Linked DNA regions of Zea mays: region 2 is linked to region 1. The links are chromatin contacts, called in public Hi-C maps. All regions are on one chromosome and are shown on one strand. Each heading gives the region's core, a stretch centred on a gene start, on an enhancer-like site or on the middle of the called end of the contact. The rest is flanking DNA. Distances are from core to core; before and after follow the strand shown.

Region 1 (4,716 bases), core at 638-3,137:
TGGTATGTAGTGGGTTATGGATGGAAGACATTTAGATTGGTCCCAAGACATGCTCCTATAATTTTTTTGCCACGATCCAGGATGTAGCCTCGGCAACATATCTCTTGATTCCGGCCCTATTAGACCGTCTGCAGCAGTGTGTGATAGTTTAACCTAAAACATTATTTTTACACTGTTCTACGTTGTATATTACACTGTTTATACAATAAAATTTGAATATAGGTACAAGAATAGATAAGCCGGTGGAGATAGTCTTAGAATATGTTCCTCTGTCGAAACCTATATCCACTCTAGCGATCGATTGCAACTATGTCGAGGTAGAGAATAACTGATTCTGTCACTCCATGTGAGTATTTTTTTACGAGCACCTAATCTTAGAACGCTATATTTCTAGTAGCACATAATCGTGGAACGCCGTATGAACCCAAACCGAAAATTTTCTATCATAAACGCATCCAATTTCGATGACTGTCCTCACGTACACGTCAGACGCTCACGAGAGTTTGTCCGTCTCCGGGCATCTTTTAATTTCGTTATCTAGCACGCCGCGGTCGCACCATTCCGGCGAGAGTCTTCAGTAGACCGCGGTCGTCAGGCCGCCCGCAGGCCGCAGCAGAAATGACGTCTGCGAATAAACAAGTCATTTCTATTTGTTTGGCTGCTATGTAGATGGACAAGTGAGCCGCTTGAGGGGAGTATTTGGTTGTTAAATTTTGGTATATGTCATATCAAATATTTAAATAATAATTACGTATATTAAATATATTCTAGTTATAAAAATAATTATACAGATAAATAAAAGACTAGACAAATTTATTAAATCTATATCTAATACTCATAATTGATATTCAAATATCTGATGTGACATGAATTAAATTTTAGTCGGAAGAGTCAAACATTCTTTAAATGGACCAACACTAGGTATGACATGACTCATATTGCTCTAGCACGGTACGCCACGATTGTGTCTGAGCCTATACGACACGGGGTCTAGTGTCAGTGACTAAGCTGTTATCTCGGTAGGGTGTACGGGCACGACAGTAAGTGGTCGGCATGATGAGGTATGGTTTGGCCAACTCAAGATCAGTAATGTGATTGTTATGTGCACTTGTGATGTGAATTGTTATGGTTTCAAATATGATAAAAAAATCCGGTCTATATTGGTATGAATACTCATGTTTTGAAATCCTATTTGTAATCATAAAAATGTTATAGATATTTTAAAATAGTGTCTGAACTAGTATAGAGACTACTAGATGCTAGTGACATAAAGTACTAACACAACAATACGATTAGATATATAGTGTCGTGCTTGTGCCGATGACTAAACATATTTACAAGCACGGCAAGATTAATAAACATGGCTAATAATATCTTTAATATGTTGCCTGCGGCGGTATGGCTATCTATAGGCTGCTCTGTTCGAATCAAAACATAGCTGACAGCCAAAAAAAAAGAACAGATACGTATAGCTGCTAGCCGCGCGCTGACCGACCGAGCATCACACGCGCCTGCCTGCGGGCGGCGCTGTGGCCATGACGACTCCGCCGGTCCGCCCCTGCCCCCGCTCACGGATGCTCCTCTGGACGCTATATATAAGCCACCTCACTCCCCCCTCTGCCATCACACACCACCGCCGCTCACCAACAACCGAGCAGGAGCAGCCTACCCCATCCACCCACCCCATCCTCTGCGCTGCACGGCTGCTGCTGGTGCTGGTCCGGCCGGTCCGGTCCGGTCTCCTCTGTTCCAGCGAGCTCCCTCCGATCCATCGGGTAGGACACTCCCCATGGCGTCGCACAACGGCACCAAGCACCTGGCGCCGATGGAGGTGTCGGTGGAGGCCGGGAACGGCGGCGGCGCCGAGTGGCTGGACGACGACGGGCGGCCGCGGCGCACGGGCACGTTCTGGACGGCCAGCGCGCACATCATCACGGCCGTCATCGGCTCGGGAGTCCTGTCCCTGGCCTGGGCCATCGCGCAGCTGGGGTGGGTGGCCGGCCCCGCCGCCATGCTGCTCTTCGCCTTCGTCACCTACTACACCGCCACGCTGCTCGCCGAGTGCTACCGCACGGGGGACCCGGACACGGGCAAGCGCAACTACACGTACATGGACGCCGTGCGCTCCAACCTCGGCGGCGCCAAGGTCGCCTTCTGCGGCGCCATCCAGTACGCCAACCTCGTCGGCGTCGCCATCGGCTACACCATCGCCTCCTCCATCAGCATGCAGGCCGTCAGCAGGGCCGGGTGCTTCCACAAGCGTGGGCACGCCGTCCCCTGCAAGAGCTCCAGCAACCCCTACATGATCCTCTTCGGCGCCGTCCAGATCCTCTTCTCCCAGATACCGGACTTCGACCAGATTTGGTGGCTCTCCATCGTCGCCGCAGTCATGTCCTTCACCTACTCCGCCATCGGCTTGTCCCTCGGCATCGCACAGACTGTTGGTACGCCGTCCTTGCCGATATATGTGTTCATTCTGATTCTCTGGTTCCCCTCTTATATGTGTTGATGGTTTTTTGTGGATTCCATCCAGCAAACGGTGGGTTCAAGGGAAGCCTCACCGGCATCAGCATCGGCGCCGACGTCACCTCCACGCAGAAAGTGTGGCACAGCCTGCAGGCCTTCGGCGACATCGCGTTCGCCTACTCCTTCTCCAACATCCTCATCGAGATCCAAGTAATTAAGCAGCAAGCAATACCACCAGTCCCTTTTCGATTCTGTTAATCTGTGTATTCTATTCTTCTTCTGAATTGAATTCCCCTGTTTCCTAACCGATATGATGCTCTGGATCTTTGCTCAGGACACGATCAAGGCGCCGCCGCCGTCGGAGTCGAAGGTGATGCAGAAGGCGACGCGGCTGAGCGTGGCGACGACGACCATCTTCTACATGCTGTGCGGGTGCATGGGGTACGCGGCGTTCGGCGACAAGGCGCCGGACAACCTGCTGACGGGGTTCGGCTTCTTCGAGCCATTCTGGCTGATCGACGTGGCCAACGTGGCCATCGTGGTGCACCTGGTGGGCGCGTACCAGGTGTTCTGCCAGCCCATCTTCGCCTTCGTGGAGCGCCGCGCCGCCGCGGCCTGGCCCGACAGCGCCTTCGTCTCGCGGGAGCTCCGCGTGGGGCCCCTCGCCCTCAGCGTGTTCCGCCTCACGTGGCGGTCGGCGTTCGTGTGCGTCACCACCGTCGTGGCCATGCTGCTCCCCTTCTTCGGCAACGTGGTGGGGTTCCTCGGCGCCGTCTCCTTCTGGCCCCTCACCGTCTACTTCCCCGTCGAGATGTACATCAAGCAGCGCCGCGTGCCCCGCGGCAGCACCAAGTGGGTCTGCCTCCAGACGCTCAGCGTCGCGTGCCTGGTCGTCTCCATCGCCGCCGCCGCCGGCTCCATCGCCGACGTCATCGAGGCGCTCAAGGTTTACCACCCGTTCAGCAGTTAATTCTTGCTGCTGTGGATGTGCTGGGTGGGGCCTGGCCTGGCCTGGGTTTGGACGTATGTGCATGATGCATTCATTGCGTTGCGTTCAACTGTGGTCAACAAGGGAGGGAGACAGATGCAGATGCAGTGTGAGATGTTTGCATGGAGGCCCCTATAGAAACAAGTGAAATGTTTAGGCGCCCTTGTGCACATGCTGGTCGCATTCCTTGCAAGAATACCAGGGGTGGGGCCAGAATGGCATGAGCTGGGTGTTCCTTTCTAACTCTTCTTCTTCTTCTTCTCCTCTTCTTCTTTATTTACATTTTTCTTTTATGTGTTTTCGTCTAATTAAGGTTCTGGTTTTGTAGTTCTACCGTGCAACTCATTGTACCGGAAAAGAATATATGAACAGGAAATCCCATATGATCTTTGCCATCTTTATTTTTCGCGTCTGCGGGAAGGATGAATAGTTGAATGCGAACGCCAAAAAAATGTGCATGTGAACCTGTTCGCGGTTTCTGCTAGAGATAGCAGCAGCCTAATCTAATGTCCCTACTGACCAAACACAGATATATATATAAAAAAAAGAGAGATTGTTTTAGGAGAAGCCAAAAAGTTTCAAAACTGAGGGGGCATAATGAAATATATCATAGCTTGTATACTTTTATTTTTAAACGAACTTACTATAATTTAGGTGCTTAAATTTTAATTCTCTTTTCGGACGATGGTTATTACTTACATTTTTTGAAGAAGAAAAAAATAAAATTACAGTTTTAGTTTGTTGTAAGTTTTGTAGGCACAATCTACAAGTTTTAGTTCTAAGAATAAAATTGTAATAAATAAAACCATAAATCTCATCTCCATCGGTACATAGGTACAGAGACAATTCACAATTGTGTTTCTGTAGTTAGACAAGAACAACAATTTAATTTGTTAGAACACAAAAACAAAACACAAACGCCCCGTTTGGATCATTGGAATTGAATTTCATTCTAATAATAGAAATTCATGCATATATCAATTAAGCTAATTAAGTTTTATGAAAAATATATCTGTATACTATTATTAGCAAGATGCCGGAGATATTTATGTGCTACATTTTTACTATAGATGAGTGAGACGAAGAGTGTCTTGTAAGTTACAGAGTAGAAACAAATTCTACTAATGCATAAAATCATTTCTCATCATGCACCCCATGAATTTGAGATAGGCTTATATCTGGATTTTAGAAAGTGGTGAAATATTAAATTCCAAACTAAATAAGTTACTTTATTAAGTGAATTCTAATTCCTCTAAAATGAA
Region 2 (4,716 bases), core at 848-3,347, 560 kb before region 1:
GTTGGATGAGCCTATAGTTGGTTTATTAATGGGGACACAACAGGTGCAATCACTCATATTGGTGCAACGTGCAGTCTAGTGATCTAGTGCATCCAATGAAAATCTAATGATGACTTCTATTTTACATTTAGGCTCTTCTGTATGAAACCTACAATTTTATTAATAGATATGGGTCTCAGAGGCATGTCTCTAAAAATAATGATCCTATTTTTAGAGAAGGCATTCTTCATATTTGTTATAATGTAAAGGCCTAAAGACGGAGAGTTCTACTATGATGGACGAAATCTTCCGATCCTATCATAATAGGAAGACGATCCATATTGAGGATATAGAAATGAATATACATTTATTTAGTAGTTATGACACTTCATAGACATTTATATATATATTACTATTAACATTCATTTTAATGTACATATTCATTTGTATACATTAATCTGTGTGTGCATTAATTTGACATTATACACATGTACATATGAATTAGTTATTGTATACATAAAATTTGACACATTTAGTTCTGGTTCCCGGTATCGGTGGTTGAGAATTTGGCATTGTAGCTGGTTCCCAATCGATACCTATGGCCCATTCTCTAAGGTTGTCTATGTAGACCGTGCAAAACACTGTTTTATATTGTAGATTGTATTGTTTACAGAGTAGAGTTTAAATTAGAAGAAGAGATAAAGATGTGTGATAGGAAAACTGAAACTGTTTCGAGACAACCTTCTAGTGGGTGCCTCTTGGTTGAGCCTCTAATTAGTAATAGAAAGATGCCAAGCATTGCTAGTTAACTGTTTTTTTTTTTGGCAAGTCCCAAGTGTCCAAACGGATTGCTGATGTTGATGCCGAGTTTTTTTTAATTCATAGTAGTTTCATTTCATAGTATGATCGTGCGGTTAGGCTTAGGCACCTATAGTTTGATGAGTTGTACTACGTAGTTTGCTTTTAACCGGTAGCGAGCACCACCGCCTAGCTAGCCCCTGCATGGCTGCATGCCCCCTCTCCCAAGTTTTCTCCGGCGGAGGCGCAGAGTGGACCCCTAGTCAACACGACAACGTTAATAAATACTACAGGCGATTATTTCCAACCGCAGCGTGTTCTTCGCCAGTCTACTAGGGGCTGGGCTGGGCTGGGCTGGCTGGTGTGTCCTTGGCAAGGAAGCCACGGAAGACTTGGGCGTACGCTACAAGGAAACTGCCCACCTCTAGAGATGTATGCGTTTCATCGGATGGAATGTTTAAACGCCAATTATAAGTATTAAATATTTTATAATTATAAAACTAATTAAACAGATAAAGACTAAACAACGAGATTAATTTATTAAGTCTAATTAATTCATAATTAGAAAATGTTTACTTAGCTTCATATGGGTGAATCATACGAACTAATTAGACTTAATAGACTCGTCTTACTGTTTAGTCGTCATCTGTATAATTAGCTTGGCAATTAGACTATATTTAATTATCGTAATTGATACGAACTAAATGTTAGTCATGACTCATGAGAGACGAACAGTGCCTCAGTCATCCTGCTCAGGTGGCCTTTTATGAATCGTGTAAAGTAGAGAATGTAGAACTATAGATAATATTGTTTATAAAATAAAGTTTAAAATATAGGATATGATATGGAACAAGACAGGAGATAGTCTCGCCGCATGCGACGTCCAACGGAGATAAGGAAGCGATTGTACACGTACCCACTACGTGTCGTCCGCGTGCAAAGCTACTAGCGAAGGTAGTAATATTTAGAGCACGGAGACAAATATTCTAGAACGTAGACAGTAACATTTAGAGCACGGGCATTATATTGTACACGTACAATATGGCAAAGAGCCGGAGCTATTTCGAAATTCGAACGTGTATCAAAACAACAAGGGCTAAGGTAGGCAGGTAGCAGTAACATTCTGCACTGTCCCGTTGGCCCCCACGCGCAGCACAGTACATGTCCGGCCTGGCGGGCCTCCACTGGCGTCGTCCTCTACAAGCGAAGCACACCGGGCCTACATGTCTAGGTGGGCCCCCACTACCGTCCTCCTCCTCCCCCCTCTTCATCGAAGCAGCCTCCTCCAGCTCGGACTCGGAGCTCCACATAATAATATCTGCTACTTGTTTCCTCTTCCCAGTATTGTGATTCCTTCCATTCGTGAACAGAATTCCCCTCCCTCTCTAGATCTCCCCCTGCTAACGAAGGTCAGTCATGAGCCCTATTCGCGCTGCTGCTGCTGCACGTAGGCGGCCGGCATTATTATTGCCTTTCCGGCCACCACTTTGCACTGCTGTGTTTCCAGTCCAGCTGATGATATACACGATGCTTCTTCAGACAGACCACCACCACCAGTAATGCCGACCGCGAGGCGCACGCGCATCCCGGCGTTCGGGGAGTGGAACCACCACCACCACAGCAACGGCGGCGGCGCGTGGGCGCCGGCGGTCATGACCCCGTCCTTCGACTTCGGCCACGCAATAACAACGCCGCACAAAGCGCCGCAGACGGTATGTACGTACGTACGCGCGCGCGTTATCCAATCCAAAGCCCACAACGATGCGTCGGCTTGCTGCTTATCGACGAGACGAATGGGTAGTAATGCTCGTCGCGTCGCGCGTGCGTGCGTGCAGCAGGGGAGGCGGCGAGGCGCCGCCGACGGTGTCGTCCACGCGGCCAAGCTGGCTGCGGCTGCGGCGGCGGCGGAGCCTCACCAAGGCCACACGCAGACCACGAGGCGGAGCAAGGTGGCCGACTCCGGAGCCTACGCGCAGGCCGCGGCGGCGGCGAGGAGGTCCTGCTTCGCGCTGGCCAAGCCCGTCGACGACGACCTGTACGGAGTCCCTCCCGACATGCTCTACGGAAAGCCGCCGCCGCCGGGAGCGAGGGTACGTAGTACGTACGCACTTACGCTCATTACTAGCCATGATTTATTTGCTGTCCATTTTGCATCGGGAAAAAACGAAAAAAAATGCATGCTACCTTAATGTAAAATCCCATTAATTAAAGAGTTTATTCAGAGAGCTTTACGTGCTCTTAGCGATCGAACGAGCCATTCAATCCCAAATATCCATTATTTAGAACACATAAAACCCAATCCCAAATGTCCATTATTTAGAATACCTAAAACCCACGTTAACCGCATGGAGTGCAAAATTTTGTCACCAGGATTTGCAGTCATATATGATAGGTATGTACAGTGAAGAGACACTAAAACGATTCTCTAGGCACTAGAATACATGACGAATTTGTAGAGCAAGAAGTGAAACGTCTATTGCTAGAGATGTTCCACCAATTTTTTTTTACAAATGTACTCTTTAAACACTTCAAAAGACTCTATAGTATTAAACATCAATGTGCATGCAGTGTTCTTCATTACTCGTACCGGGGCCTTAACGTTCACGTGATGATTTTAACGTCCACGACCGCATTGCAGAAGGATGATGGCTGGCGGAGGATCCTGCGGCTGCTGGGGTGCTCGTGCTTGAGTTGAGCCCGTCGTAATGACCGCCGGACACAGCCGAGCATTATTGTCACGGACAACAAGGCTGCTGGCTAATCAGGGCGCGGGCTTTTTGGCTTCCATCCTCCTGTACGTACTACAAGATGTCTCAACTTTTGGCGCCTGCTGTGATCGATTGATGACGGGCCGGCAGGCAAGACGTGACTGACGTGCCGGCCTTGCGTTGCGTGGGTCTGTGCGTAGGTGTGACGTTCGTGTTGTGACTGTGTTCGCTGCTGACCGCCTGTCCTTTGTGACTGCTTCAAGCTAGTAGATTCTAGGATTTAGAGGTTCTTTATTTATGTGTGTGCGTTCTCGTTTGTCGCTCACCCTCACCGCCTGTAAAACCCCACCTAAAATGGTCGTGCTATCCGACAAATAGGCTTTTCACATCGTACTACTATTTAGCATCGGACAGTACTGACACAAGTATATATAATAAGACCCTGTTCATGTACCATCCTAACTTAAACAAGTTTAAAGATAAACAAACAAACAATATGTGTTATTAGGTGGATTATGTAATCTATATACCTAGATTATAATAATTAATCCATAAGCCTATGAGTGAAAAAAGACATACATACCGCAACTCCTCGGTGCCAACTTTGGTTTCCACTTACTGTCCCTCATCATTCACCACCTCGATCTATATAGGGTTGCCACGATGCCTACAACACTTCAACCTTTCAGCCTCTTTCCTGAATAGCATATAGTTGTTTGGACATGCATCAATCTTCTCATATTTTCAAACATAAGGCCAGCCAGGCAACAACTTTTTTTTTCATCACAAAATACAAATTCCTAGGCACCTTAGGGCTTGTTTGGGATCAAAGGTAATGGAGTGGATTGAGGGGGCTAGAATCCCCTACTACTTAATTTTGAATAGTGAGGGATTATAGCCCCCTCAATCCCCTTCATTACCCTTTGTCCCAAACAAGCCCTTACGGTTCGGCGGGACAACCCTTGCCCATTATTAGCTTGACAAAGTCGTTGAAAACAACTATTACAAACATTGCGCTTCAACTTTATCTCCACATATAAGCTTCATTACTATTAACAGCCTAGTCATATCAGTATGCTCATGCAGTTTCTCATCCGAGGCATCGAGAAGGTGATACAATTCCCACACTTTTTCCAGCGGTGGCTCCCCTTGTCCTACCAAGTCAAAATCTACTTCCCCACCGAGGACGACATTCAACATCACATGTATCATGGTATCGTCATTGTCCTGG

Evidence for each region. Hi-C and Micro-C count contacts between places; a contact is called where the count stands out from the background.
Region 2: a contact with region 1 is called in a Hi-C map of ear, with 2.9 times the contacts expected there. The contact joins the promoter of LOC100193956 here to the promoter of LOC100382310 in region 1. A contact is called at or near these places in 3 of 25 Hi-C or Micro-C datasets (bundle sheath, ear and tassel).

What each region holds. Positions count from the first base shown.
Region 1 is chr10:11,066,539-11,071,254 of Zm-B73-REFERENCE-NAM-5.0, reverse strand. It overlaps LOC100382310, which reads left to right and starts at 1,887. Exons shown (of 3, transcript NM_001175059.1): 1 at 1,887-2,444; 2 at 2,534-2,676; 3 at 2,801-3,713. The coding sequence starts at 2,012. The coding sequence ends at 3,436.
Region 2 is chr10:11,624,665-11,629,380 of Zm-B73-REFERENCE-NAM-5.0, reverse strand. It overlaps LOC100193956, which reads left to right and starts at 2,097. Exons shown (of 4, transcript NM_001175726.1): 1 at 2,097-2,186; 2 at 2,317-2,489; 3 at 2,613-2,867; 4 at 3,416-3,940. The coding sequence starts at 2,337. The coding sequence ends at 3,472.